Regions from separate parts of the Mus musculus genome. Here all the other regions are linked to region 1. A link is a contact called in public Hi-C and promoter capture Hi-C data. All regions are on one chromosome and are shown on one strand. Each heading gives the region's core, a stretch centred on a gene start, on an enhancer-like site or on the middle of the called end of the contact. The rest is flanking DNA. Distances are from core to core; before and after follow the strand shown. Region 1 holds the start of Ppfibp1 (PTPRF interacting protein, binding protein 1 (liprin beta 1)). Region 2 holds the start of Far2 (fatty acyl CoA reductase 2). Region 3 holds the start of Rassf8 (Ras association (RalGDS/AF-6) domain family (N-terminal) member 8). Region 4 has its middle 83 kb from the start of Far2.

Region 1 (2,629 bases), core at 86-2,585:
GCTGGGGAGGCTCATAGCCAACAAAAAGCTAACAGAAACTAATCATATTCTGTATCCATAAAGCTGCTTTTCATTATTCAGTTCAGTTCTGGGTCTGACAGGGGAAACTGAAAGAAGGGCTCCTGAGAATCTCCCTGACTTTGCAGCCAAGAGGATTACACAGCTGATATCCACCAGAGGGTAAATAGTAGTTAATTCTTAATTGTTAGCTCAGTCACTGCAATTGGTTCAACAGTAATTATTATCATGTGGTTTGAACTCAGTTGTGAGGGTTCTCCCTTTTCAGTTGTGCATCAAAACAGAAGCCTTATGGGACTTAAAAAGTTCAGCATAGGGCCTGAAGAGATGGCCAAACAGTTAACCTCTTCTGCTCTTTTTGCAGAAACACTTGAGTTCAGCCCACAGCCCCTATCTCACAACTGGGAGAATTCAATGCTTCTAGCCTCCATGGGTACACACACATACTACACATAATTAAACAAAATAACAAAAATAGCTGGGTGTGGTGGTACACATCTTTGATTTGAATAGTTTGAGGCGGAGGCAGGCAGATAGCTGTTCAAGACCAGTCTGGTCCACACACAGTTTCACGACAGGACAAACAACAACAACAAACTCCAACAAAAATAATAATAAAAAATCTTTAAAAAGCAGGTTATTGCTGAGTGTGGGCCTGTAACCTCAGCTATTAGGAAGGCTAAGGTAAAAAGATAACAATTTGAAGACCAGCCTTGATATGTGTCACAGCGGGGGGGGGGAGAGGGGGGGAAAACCTCGAAAAAATATAAATAGTAAAACATTTACCCCCTCCCTCTGGAGAGTTCATTTTATTTCTCTGGAAGCTTGCGTGTCTTTTTATTTTTATTTTTGTCTCGTTACTAAATGCAAAAGCAGCCACGTGGTTGAGCGCCGCTAGATGACCACGCGGAACTAGGGTGGCCACCTCTGGGATCCTCGTCCGCTCAGTCTCTGTAAGTCCTCAGTTTCCCCTCCGGGGCCTTTTACTTTATCCGCGGGGCTCCCCGCCCGCCACGTCCGCTCGGTCCGCGACACAGAGGCGTTCTTTCGGGATGAGCGTCGCTTCTGACCCGGGAAGAGCTGCGAGCGACCGCCCGGCTCAGCGCAGCCCTTTATCCGCGCCCTACGGACCGCAGCGGACCGGGCGCGCTCCCCACCGACGCCCACTCCCAGCTCCGCTGGGCTCGGCCAGGAATGTGGGAGACCAGGCGCCGCCTCGGAGTGACCGCGCGCCCGGCCAATCAGCGGGCCGCAAGCGCGAGGCCCCGCCCCCTCCGCCCCTGGGGCTGGTTCCCGCCGGGGGAGGGGCGGGGCGGTGGGACGAGGAGGACCGAGGGGAGGCGGCACCTGGGCGGCGGTGATGTCAGCCGGGCGCTGTGCTCCGGCCCCGGCTCCTGTCGCCGTGTAGGGCGCGGGGGCGGCCGCGTCGAGAGTGGCGATCTGGCAGCCGGGCGGGTCCCGGGAGGCGGAACTGCAACTTGTGGAGCTCGGCGGCCCTCCGCCTCAGGTAAGCCAGCCGCGGGCGGTTCCTTCTGCGACCCGCGCCCGCGTTCTCGGGGATCTCTAGTGAGTGGGGGGCAGCAGCTTCGGGGTGACAGGAAGGGCTCGTCTGGGTCCTCGGTTCCCTCACCCGGACTCCCCACAGCACAGAACTCCAGTCAGGGAAGTGTGCTCGGACTCCCCCAGAGACTCCAGTCAGGGAAGTGTGCTCCCAGCTCACACCCAGACTCCCCTCCACAGACTCCAGTCAGGGAAGTGTGCTCCCAGCTCACACCCGGTCTCTCCTTCACACCACAGTCTCCAGTCAGGGAGATGTGCTCCCAGTTCACACCCGGTCTACCCCCCCCAGCACCCCCCCCCCCAGACTCCAGTTAGGGAAGTGTGTTCCCAGCTCACATCCAGACTTCCCTCCACAGCCTGCAGCCAGGGAAGTGTGCTCCCAGCTCACACCCGGACTCCCCGACCCCTTACACACCCACAGTCTCCAGCCAGGGTAGTATAAGCCCATCTCATACTCGTCCCCTCACCATACCATAGACTCTGAATCACAGAACTCCAATCAGTGAAGTGTGCTGGGACCCCACGCCTCAGAATCCCCACCACACCACAGCCTCCAGTCAGAGAAGTGTGCTTCCAGCTCACTCCTGGACTCCCCACCACACCACAGACTCCAGTCAGGGAAATGTGCTGGGACCCGAACACCCCAGAATCCTAGTACCATGGAACTCTAGTCAGGGACATGCGCACAGTTTTACACAGTGGGTATCTCACCACGCCACAGACTCATTCAGGACAGTGTGAGCCCATTTCACACTTGTCCTCCCACCACACCATAGACTCTGATACCACAGAACTCCAATTACAGAAGTGTTCTGGGACCCTACACCCCAGAGTCTCCACCACACCACAGACTTCAGTTAGGGAATTTTCGTGGGACCCCACACCCCGGAACTACTCCAATAATACCATACGCTCCATTCAGGGAACTGCAATGGGACCCAGACTCCCTGTAATATACCCCAGATTCCAGTCAGGGGACTGTGGTGGAACCCCAGAATCCCTATATAATACTGCAGAGCCACGCCACACATTTGGAAAGTGTGCTCAGACC
Region 2 (2,629 bases), core at 97-2,596, 1.2 Mb after region 1:
TATTTTTAATTTTTGAGTTGGGATCTTCATATTTTTAACCAAGCTGCTCTTGAACTTTCCAGGTAGCCCCCAGGGAGGCCTTGAACTTGCCACCCTCTTGGCCTAGCATACTGAAGAGCTGGGGTTGCAAGTGAAAGATTTCTATATCTTGTTACCATCATTTTCCTGGATCATTTCAAGTATACTCACAGAATTTGGGTCTGAGGACACATTCAGATATTTTCTCCAGTGGAGTGTGTGTGTGTGTAACTGCATGTTTGTCAAGTCCTGTTCTCTTCTCTTGCTTTTACATAGCCACCTATGTAAGACTATCTCTGGTTTACACTTCCCTTAACATACTTAATTAAACAGAGTCCAGAATCAGCAAATTCAAGAGAAGTGTGAGATTTTTTAATGGATGGAGTTCCTTGTTTCATTAATTTCAACTTTTCACGATTCAAAGTTGGTGTTTTTGTGTGCATATCACCTGTCATAATGAGATTCAGAATAATTTTGGGGCCATATTCCTTCCCACTTTCCTTAACTGACTATAAATTTGGAAGACTATCTTCCACATTGTGCAGAGAACTGAGGTGGGCGTTGGCCAGGTTTCCTCTCTGGTTGGGGGGAAATTTGCTCTCCCGCGGTCCATCATTCTATGACTTCCTGGCAGCTGGAGGGTTTCTGTCTAAAATTTACCAATAACTAAATATAAATAAAATAAAATTGTTAAAGCTACCAAGAGATGAAAGAAAGCGTTTCCTGGGGAAGTCCCAGAGATTTCCTCTGCCTGTTTCTCCCCTAGCATCCATGGTCTCTGCGCATCAGATAGCAAGAATCAGGTTTCTGCTCTCCACACCTCAAACCTCCCTGTTGCCTGCCCCCTCCCATCCCCCCAAAACACACACCTGCCACCCCTTGACTGTTTAAAAGCCCTTGAGCTGGCGCATCCCTGCCGAGCTCCTCTGCAGCTTCCATCCACCTGGCGTGTGGTGCGGAAGAGATGGATAAATGGGATCTGGAGTGCATTTTGCCAGTGCAATAGGAAGTGATCGCTCCTGCAATGAATCAAATCAGACTCTTTCTCTCTCTTCCCCTCCCTCCTTCCTTTGCTTTTCCAGACAGGGCGCCATCCCAGCTAACTTTCCCCTCACCCAACAATGCACACCAAGGGGGAACACACCCGAAGCCCAGGCGATGCCATCCTCGGGGCCTGTGCGTCCGAGGCCCCGGCACTCCTCCCGCCCTGGCAGAGGCCTCGGCTGGGCGCCCAGCAGCGACCAGGAAGGTCGGAGGGAGGGTGCGCTCCTCCCGCCCCACACCCAGTTTCTGAGCCGGATATATAGAGAGTCACGTTTGGGAGCCGGGAGAGCAGAGGCGCGGTTCAGAAAAGCTCGAGTGCCTCCTTCATCTCCGGGAGGACCGTGACCACCAGCCGGCAAGTCAACCGCACTGAAGCAGCAGGTACCACAAGGAAGAGAGCGGGGCGGGGAGGCCAGAAGGTTAGGCTAGGGGGACCTGAGGACTGTGGCTGTAAAGCAGGCAGGCACTAGGAGAAAAGCGGTGGCCCTGCCTCGCGTCCCTGGCCACTCACAGTCCTCCAGAGTCCTGTAGGCTCTAGGTATCTCTGAGTCTGCTAGGTGAGATGCACAGCCATTGGAAAACTGGGAAGGGCTGAGCAAGGTGAACATGGGAACCTCTCAGTAGTAACTGGGGACCAAGGTACAGGGGTATCTGGCTGGTCCCACCCAAGCCTTCCTAGTTCAGGAGCTACTCCTAGAGACAGCATATATTTCCAGGCCACATGTACAATGCTCCCTTTTCATGTCCTCCCTTACCCACTAGCTCACCTCAGGCTGTGAGTATCCAGACCCTTACTTAGAGATTCTTCAGGGTCATAAACCCCAGGGTGAAGTAGGCTTCAGTGACCAAATAGGTCTGTCCCTGATCAGAAGTTTCTGACTTCCTCCAGTGACTTGGGCATCATGAAGAGAACAAGAGGGGTAGGTGTCAGGGCCTCCAGCTAGGACAGGTGGCTTAAGGAAGGCTGTTCACACACCTCTGGGGGTGAGATTGCAGTCAGTATAATTTATGCCCATCCTAAGAATGCCTTGCCCCTGTCAGGCTCCTGACCCCAGTCTCCTTCCTGTCTCCTTTTGGGGTAAGATAATGAACACTTTTTGTTCCATACATTATTTACCTACTGTTGAGCTATCGTGATTATTATCTCTTTATCTGTAAGACTCTGGCTACCTTTTGAGTCATGCCGAGTGAATGCTCCATCGTTTGTGAGCAAGGAACCAAGTGAGCAGGAAACTCAATAGGGTTGTGTGCTTCTGCTTGTTTGTGGCCGTCTCCAGAGTTTGACATTGCAAATGGAAGTGTAAGACTCAGCCTGTAGCCCCACAGTTTGTCTCTCTGCTTCTCCATCTATGTGATCTGGAGAGTTGACTTGGGGTCATAGTTATTCTAAGTCATAAAATAGGGCAAAGAGATTAAATAAATTTTAAGGCGTCTTATAAACTGCACAGGTATTCATTTCAGCAAACTTCACATCTTGGACTTTGGCAGTGTCTAGAGATAACCAAGAGGTTTCTCCTGACCAAACTTCAAGGACAGTGATTTCGTTCATAGTGTTTCTAAAGACCTG
Region 3 (2,629 bases), core at 72-2,571, 1.1 Mb before region 1:
TTTTTCCCCTCGTTGTCTGTTGCCTCTATCATGGCCTGCTGCTCAGGGAGGTGGGGGTGCTGTTGCTGAATCACAGCTACTCAGGAAAAGCAATCCAAACTATGCCTTGGAGAATGCTCGACTTAGACTTCTTTCTCTTTTTTGACAGTCCCATTCTGTAGCCCAGGATGCCCTGGAACCAAAGAATGTAGCCCAGGCTGTTCTTGAATTTCTGGCAAAATTCCTGCCTCTCTCTCTCTCTCTCTCTCTCTCTCTCTCTCTCTCTCTCTCTCTGTGTGTGTGTGTGTGTGTAATAATATATGATTCACTCTTTGAGGTCTGATACTGCTTGTTGCTAGGGTAACATATACTGACCTCGAACTTGTGACAATCCTCTTTCCAGTGATCCCAACTCTTTTAAAACCTTTGTTACATTCGATTCATTCACTTCATTTTTTTTTTTTTTTAATCTCTCCTCACTTGCAACGGTCATCACTGGTTGCTGCGGTGGACATCAATTCACAGTTATTCTACAGGAAAAGCCATTCAAACCAGTCCTTGGAAAGGCTGGGCCGTTTCTCCCTTCTTTCCTGTCAGCAGACGCAGAGCGGTCAGCTGCAAGGTCTCACTGGCCTGGCGACCCCAAGCCTGCGAGCGACTGGAGGAAATGTTTAACCTCAGCCAGGCTCCGGCCCACCGGCCTCAGCGCCTCCCACAAAGCCGCACCGCGCTGTCCCGAACCTTGTCTGCAGGCGGGGCCGCCGCTGTAACCCGAGCTGGTGAGGGGTATAACACTGCTCCTCTCTCCAGCGCCGCGACCAGAAAAGGGGCGGAGCCTCTGGCTCTTGGCCCTCCTCCCTGGCCCTCGGCCCGCCCCCCTCTCAGCCCTGCATCCAGCTCTCTCCAGCTCTGCACCCTGCTCTCCCTTGCCCACCTGCAATCACGGCCCTCGGCCCCGCCTCCTCGGCCCTCCGCCCCTCCCTCCCTGGCCCTTGGCTCCGCCTCCTAGGCCTCCGCTCCGCCCTCCCGGGCCGTTCGCCCTGCCTCTTTGGCCCTCCGCCCCTCCCTCCCTGGCCCTTGGCCCCGCCTCCTCGGCCTCCGCCCCACCCGCCCAGGCCCTCCGCCCCGCCTCCTCGGCCCCCCACCACACTTCCCAGACCTCGTCCTCCCTGCCCCGGCGCGGCCTCCCCGGCTGGCTCGCTCTCGCGGCGGCCCTCATCCCGCCCCTGTGCGGGGCTCCGCGGCCCTATCGGTCCCGCCCTCCTTCCTCCGCCCTTCCTCCTCTGCGCCGCTGCGCACCGCCCTCCCTGCCGGGCCAGGCCGGCGTGCGCCCTCCCCGCGCGTCTCTCTGCCGGCTCAGCCCTCCGCGCGCCGCCCTGCGGCCCGGCCTCCTCAGCCCCGGCCCGCCGCTCGCCCTCCGCCGCCGCCGGCCGCGGCCGTCTCAGCCGCCGCCTCAGCCTGGGCGGGCCGGGCCTCCGCCGAGGGCCGTGCACCGGGACTACGAGGACGGGCTGCGAGCGCAGTAAGTACAACTTTCCCGGCCCGCGCCCCCCGCGGCGCCGCTGTCACCCTCGCGCCCTCACCTCGCCTCCCGAAAGTTGGCCCTGCCCGGGGTCGCCTCCTTCCCGGTGTCCTTGGCGAGCGACTTTAGAGGCCACTTTTGTGGGCGAGGGGAATGCGCGGTCGGCCCTCTCCCTCTCCAGATGGAAATCGGATGCTCGCCTGGAGGGAGAGCTTCCCCTCTGGAAAAGGAAAAGTGGCGGTTGGAAGGCTTCTGCATTTTGTCTGAACCGTAGCCGCCCTGCCTCCCCGGTGGCCAGCCCCTCCGGGGAAGCGAGTCGCCCAGAGGCGGCTTGCAAAGTTGGCTGCGTCCTGCACCCTGGAAACTTGCAGAGGGCAATCATAGGAGGCTCAACTTTAAGGGTCGGGGGCTTGGCGTGCGAGGCCGCTGCGGCCCGGTGGTGGGCGGCGGAGACCAGCTAGGGGCTGGGTTGCTCATTTCAGCATCGCCGAGCTGCCCGGGGTTGCGGAACCACTACTTTCCCAGCATCGAACAGCATCAAGGGCTCAAGCCCTTGGATCCTAGGTAGGGTTTAATCGCAGTCAGTTCTGGTCCTAATCTTTGGAGGCACAGAAGGAAATATGCAGGACACGTTTCCTAGCCTACTCCAGCTTGTCAGGTCAGCTCTGCCAACACATCAAAGCCTTGCGTTAAGGAGAAAAAAAAAAAAAATCCCTCCAACCCGCTGACAGCAGGGACGAACACTTAGATACCTAACTGTAGATTGGTGCTCAGCCATTTTTCATGAGACACGTTTTGTCCCAGGGAAGTATATTAAATATGTGGTGATCTCTGCGTTTCTGCCCAGTTTTGGGATGTGTATGTGTGTGTGTGTGTGTGTGTGTATGTGTATGTGTGTGGGGGTGTAGGTAGTTTTTCTTTCTTCTTTAAAAGTCTTTAATCTGTGGTTGCCAGGGGTTGTGATCGTACCTTGGAGGCACAGAAAACCGGCACCTTTCCTGTTTTGTTTTTTAAACCCAAAAACCTGTTCTTTGCTGGAGGCAATCGGGAATGTCAGCCCACTGCAGGGTGGGGGTGGGGGTGGGGTGCTGATAAACCCAGGAATCAGGGCTCCGGACAACTGCGCTA
Region 4 (2,629 bases), core at 90-2,589, 1.1 Mb after region 1:
TTAATGTCTATTTGTCTCATGAATGCTGCTGGTGGCCACCGAATTCCTCCACTCTTTTAGTAATGATGATGTAATGATGATACCCATGACCATGCCTCTGACACCTTGAATCTACATGTTTAGGTTTCCCTTGACTAGGTCCATCTCCTTCTTAGACTACATATTTATTGGGATCTAGAACTACACTTTTTTTTTTCAGTGTTTTTCAAATAACATTTAACAAAGGTTTTGCATAAAAGAAGAGGTCCATGGCATTAGAGCTCACACTTCAGCAAGGTCCAAGTAAAAGCTGTTGCTGTTTGCATAAAGAATGGTTTGCAAGATTCCCAGCCAGTCATTCCATGATTAAACTGTCCTAAGGGAATGAATGCTACCTGGTAAAAACTCCCATTGGTTCCCACAGGCATTACTCTGGGCAAAAGAAAGCAGAGGTGTGTTGTATAATTCCTTGTTAAAATGTCATAAAGAGGTGGAATTAGCCCATGGTGAGAGGTCAGAACAGTGGCTGTAGTTTTGGGTTATTACAGGTGAGGTAATGTTCCAAGCCTCAGCTGCCAAAATGACCTATGAATAGGTTTAAGCCATGGTGAATTTTCTATTTGTTAGAGCTTGCTTGTGTAATTACGCAAATGAAAACTATATAATATAATTAGCTGTCTCTTAAATCTCTCTTAATCTGAAAGTCCTCAGTCCATCTCTGACCTTGGAATTTTTTGTTGAAGGGAGTTGATTGTCCTGTGGTTTTCCCACAGTCTGGGTTTTATTGATTACATCGCCCTGGTATGAGTAACACGTTCTCTGGCCTGGATTCCATGAAACCTGTTTGGTCCAAATGTATGATCCAATCAGGCCAGGTTTTTTGTTGTTGTTTTGTTTTTGTTTTTGTTTTTGTTTTTGTGGGCAACACAGAAGATGTATAATCTTTCAGGAGTTGCACAGTTTATGTGTGTGTATGTGTGTGTGTGTGTGTGAATGTTTCTCTGTGTGTACTCTTATGCATGTGCTTGTGTTTGTGCACATGGATGTATATGCATGTATCTGTGCACATGTGTGGAAGCCAGAGGCCAATGTCAACTGTCTTTCTCAATCACTAGTCTCCATCTTTTTTCAGACTGGGTGTCTCACTGAACCAGGAGCTCATCCATTCATTAGACTAGCTGGTCAATGAGCACCAGGGATCTGCTTGCCTCTGCCTGTCCATGCTGAGATCACACAGTCACGCCCAGATCTCTGCTTGGGAATTGAATTCAGATCCTTATGCTTTTGTAGCAACTGCTTACCAACCGAGCCATTTCCCCAGATCCAAGGGTGACATACTTAGTGCTTCCCTTTGCATGAGTCAGCATGGGTTGCTCATCGGAAACTATTCCCATGAGTTGCTGGGAATGTGAAATGAAGACGTTTTATTATTCTTACTTTGTTAAGAAAGCTTCTGAACTTTCAAAGAAGACCTTGTTTTATTTTTATCTTTTGATTCCATTGGTGAATGTTCATATATATTCCCCACCTCAGGACTGGTCAGACTCTGGACAGATGCAGATTATACACGCTCAGTCTCTTGATTCATTCCTTCTATGCCGAGTATACATCCCCTCACAAGTCCATGTGTATAGTTTTAACCACAGACAATGAGGTCTTATTTGGCATCCTCCCTAGGCTAGATCACACCCAAGGCACTACAGTCTCCGAAGAGAGTGCCAGTCAGAGACCCTGGCCCAAGTCTTCACACAAATGAGTACCTCCAGATTGGTGTTTTCCTCTTCAAAATACTTATGTTACTCTCCTTCCTGTTGCTATGACAGCATACAACAGAGTAGGTAATTTGTACTGAAAATTCTACTTGGTTATTCTGGAGGCTTGGAATATCCAAGGTGTGGTAGCTGTACATGGTAAGGGATTTCTGTCCTGGGGGGCAGAGGTCAGAGGGCATCATGTGGCAAGAGAGGCCACATGATCAAAAGGCATCCTACAGTCAGAGGGTATAATATAGTCAGAGGGTATCTTGTGGTCATAGGACAATAATGCACATAAGAAAAGTTCATGTGTCTATCAAAGCTACTCTCATGAGAACTAACCCCATCCCTCAAGATTTTAAGCCACTTCTGAAGGCCTTGTGATGTACTCACCTCTACTTAGACCTGACCTCTGATGATACTTCAGTGGGTCTTGAAGGCACAGCATATGAGATGTAGTTATTTACTTGTTTGTTCGTTTCCATTTTCTTGTTTCTTACTTGGCCACATGATGTACTCATCCATCTAGAACTACAGCCCTAAAAGAATCTTCTTCCTTTGGTTGACTTTGTCATATCTTATCATAGCAACAGAAAACTAAGACACAGGTGGTTGTAGGCTGCCCCACACTGAAGCTGAATAGCACTAGGGGTTTTTTTTCCTCCAATTTTTTATTAGGTATTTACTTCATTTACATCTCAAATGCTATCCTGAAAGGCACTAGGGTTCTCTACAGGAGCAGACAGTGTTCTTGACCTTTGAGCCACCACTCGAGACCCAAGGTTTGGTTTGGTTTGGTTTGGTTTGGTTTGAGACAGTGTCTCAAGCTCAAGCTTGTCTCAAACTTGCTGTGTAATTGAAGATGGTCTTTGATACATGATCCTCCTGCCTCCACC

The links. Promoter capture Hi-C pulls out the DNA fragments that hold promoters and counts their contacts. Hi-C and Micro-C count contacts between places; a contact is called where the count stands out from the background.
Region 2: a contact with region 1 is called in a promoter capture Hi-C map of hippocampal neurons, with 4 times the contacts expected there. The contact joins the promoter of Far2 here to the promoter of Ppfibp1 in region 1. A contact is called at or near these places in 3 of 39 promoter capture datasets (cranial neural crest, hippocampal neurons and stem cell-derived epiblast-like cells) and 1 of 115 datasets of contacts at active chromatin or transcription factors (stem cell-derived neural progenitor cells).
Region 3: a promoter capture Hi-C map of pre-B cells shows a contact between it and region 1, with 2.6 times the contacts expected there. The contact joins the promoter of Rassf8 here to the promoter of Ppfibp1 in region 1. A contact is called at or near these places in 1 of 39 promoter capture datasets (pre-B cells), 2 of 484 Hi-C or Micro-C datasets (both in embryonic stem cells) and 1 of 9 other capture datasets (liver).
Region 4: a Hi-C map of adipose-derived mesenchymal stem cells shows a contact between it and region 1, with 5 times the contacts expected there. The contact joins the enhancer-like site here to the promoter of Ppfibp1 in region 1. A contact is called at or near these places in 3 of 39 promoter capture datasets (cranial neural crest, frontonasal cranial neural crest and hippocampal neurons), 1 of 484 Hi-C or Micro-C datasets (adipose-derived mesenchymal stem cells) and 3 of 115 datasets of contacts at active chromatin or transcription factors (embryonic limb bud, embryonic stem cells and forebrain).

The regions. Positions count from the first base shown.
Region 1 is chr6:146,887,159-146,889,787 of GRCm38.p6, forward strand. It overlaps Ppfibp1 (PTPRF interacting protein, binding protein 1 (liprin beta 1)), which reads left to right and starts at 1,336. Exons shown (of 31, transcript NM_001355728.1): 1 at 1,336-1,525.
Region 2 is chr6:148,046,070-148,048,698 of GRCm38.p6, forward strand. Far2 (fatty acyl CoA reductase 2) reads left to right here and starts at 1,347. Exons shown (of 12, transcript NM_001347516.1): 1 at 1,347-1,443.
Region 3 is chr6:145,745,466-145,748,094 of GRCm38.p6, forward strand. Rassf8 (Ras association (RalGDS/AF-6) domain family (N-terminal) member 8) reads left to right here and starts at 1,322. Exons shown (of 5, transcript NM_027760.3): 1 at 1,322-1,501. It overlaps Gm15704 (a long non-coding RNA gene), which reads right to left. Exons shown (of 4, transcript XR_869590.3): 1 at 1,563-2,629; 2 at 355-569; 3 at 1-172.
Region 4 is chr6:147,963,597-147,966,225 of GRCm38.p6, forward strand. No RefSeq gene overlaps it. Among named protein-coding and RNA genes, the nearest start is that of Far2, 83 kb to the right of the region's middle. Within about 2 kb of position 1,340, at least 21 of the 459 cell types and tissues checked have an H3K27ac peak or open chromatin away from gene starts, as enhancers often do. A contact at or near this core is called in adipose-derived mesenchymal stem cells, where this site is marked.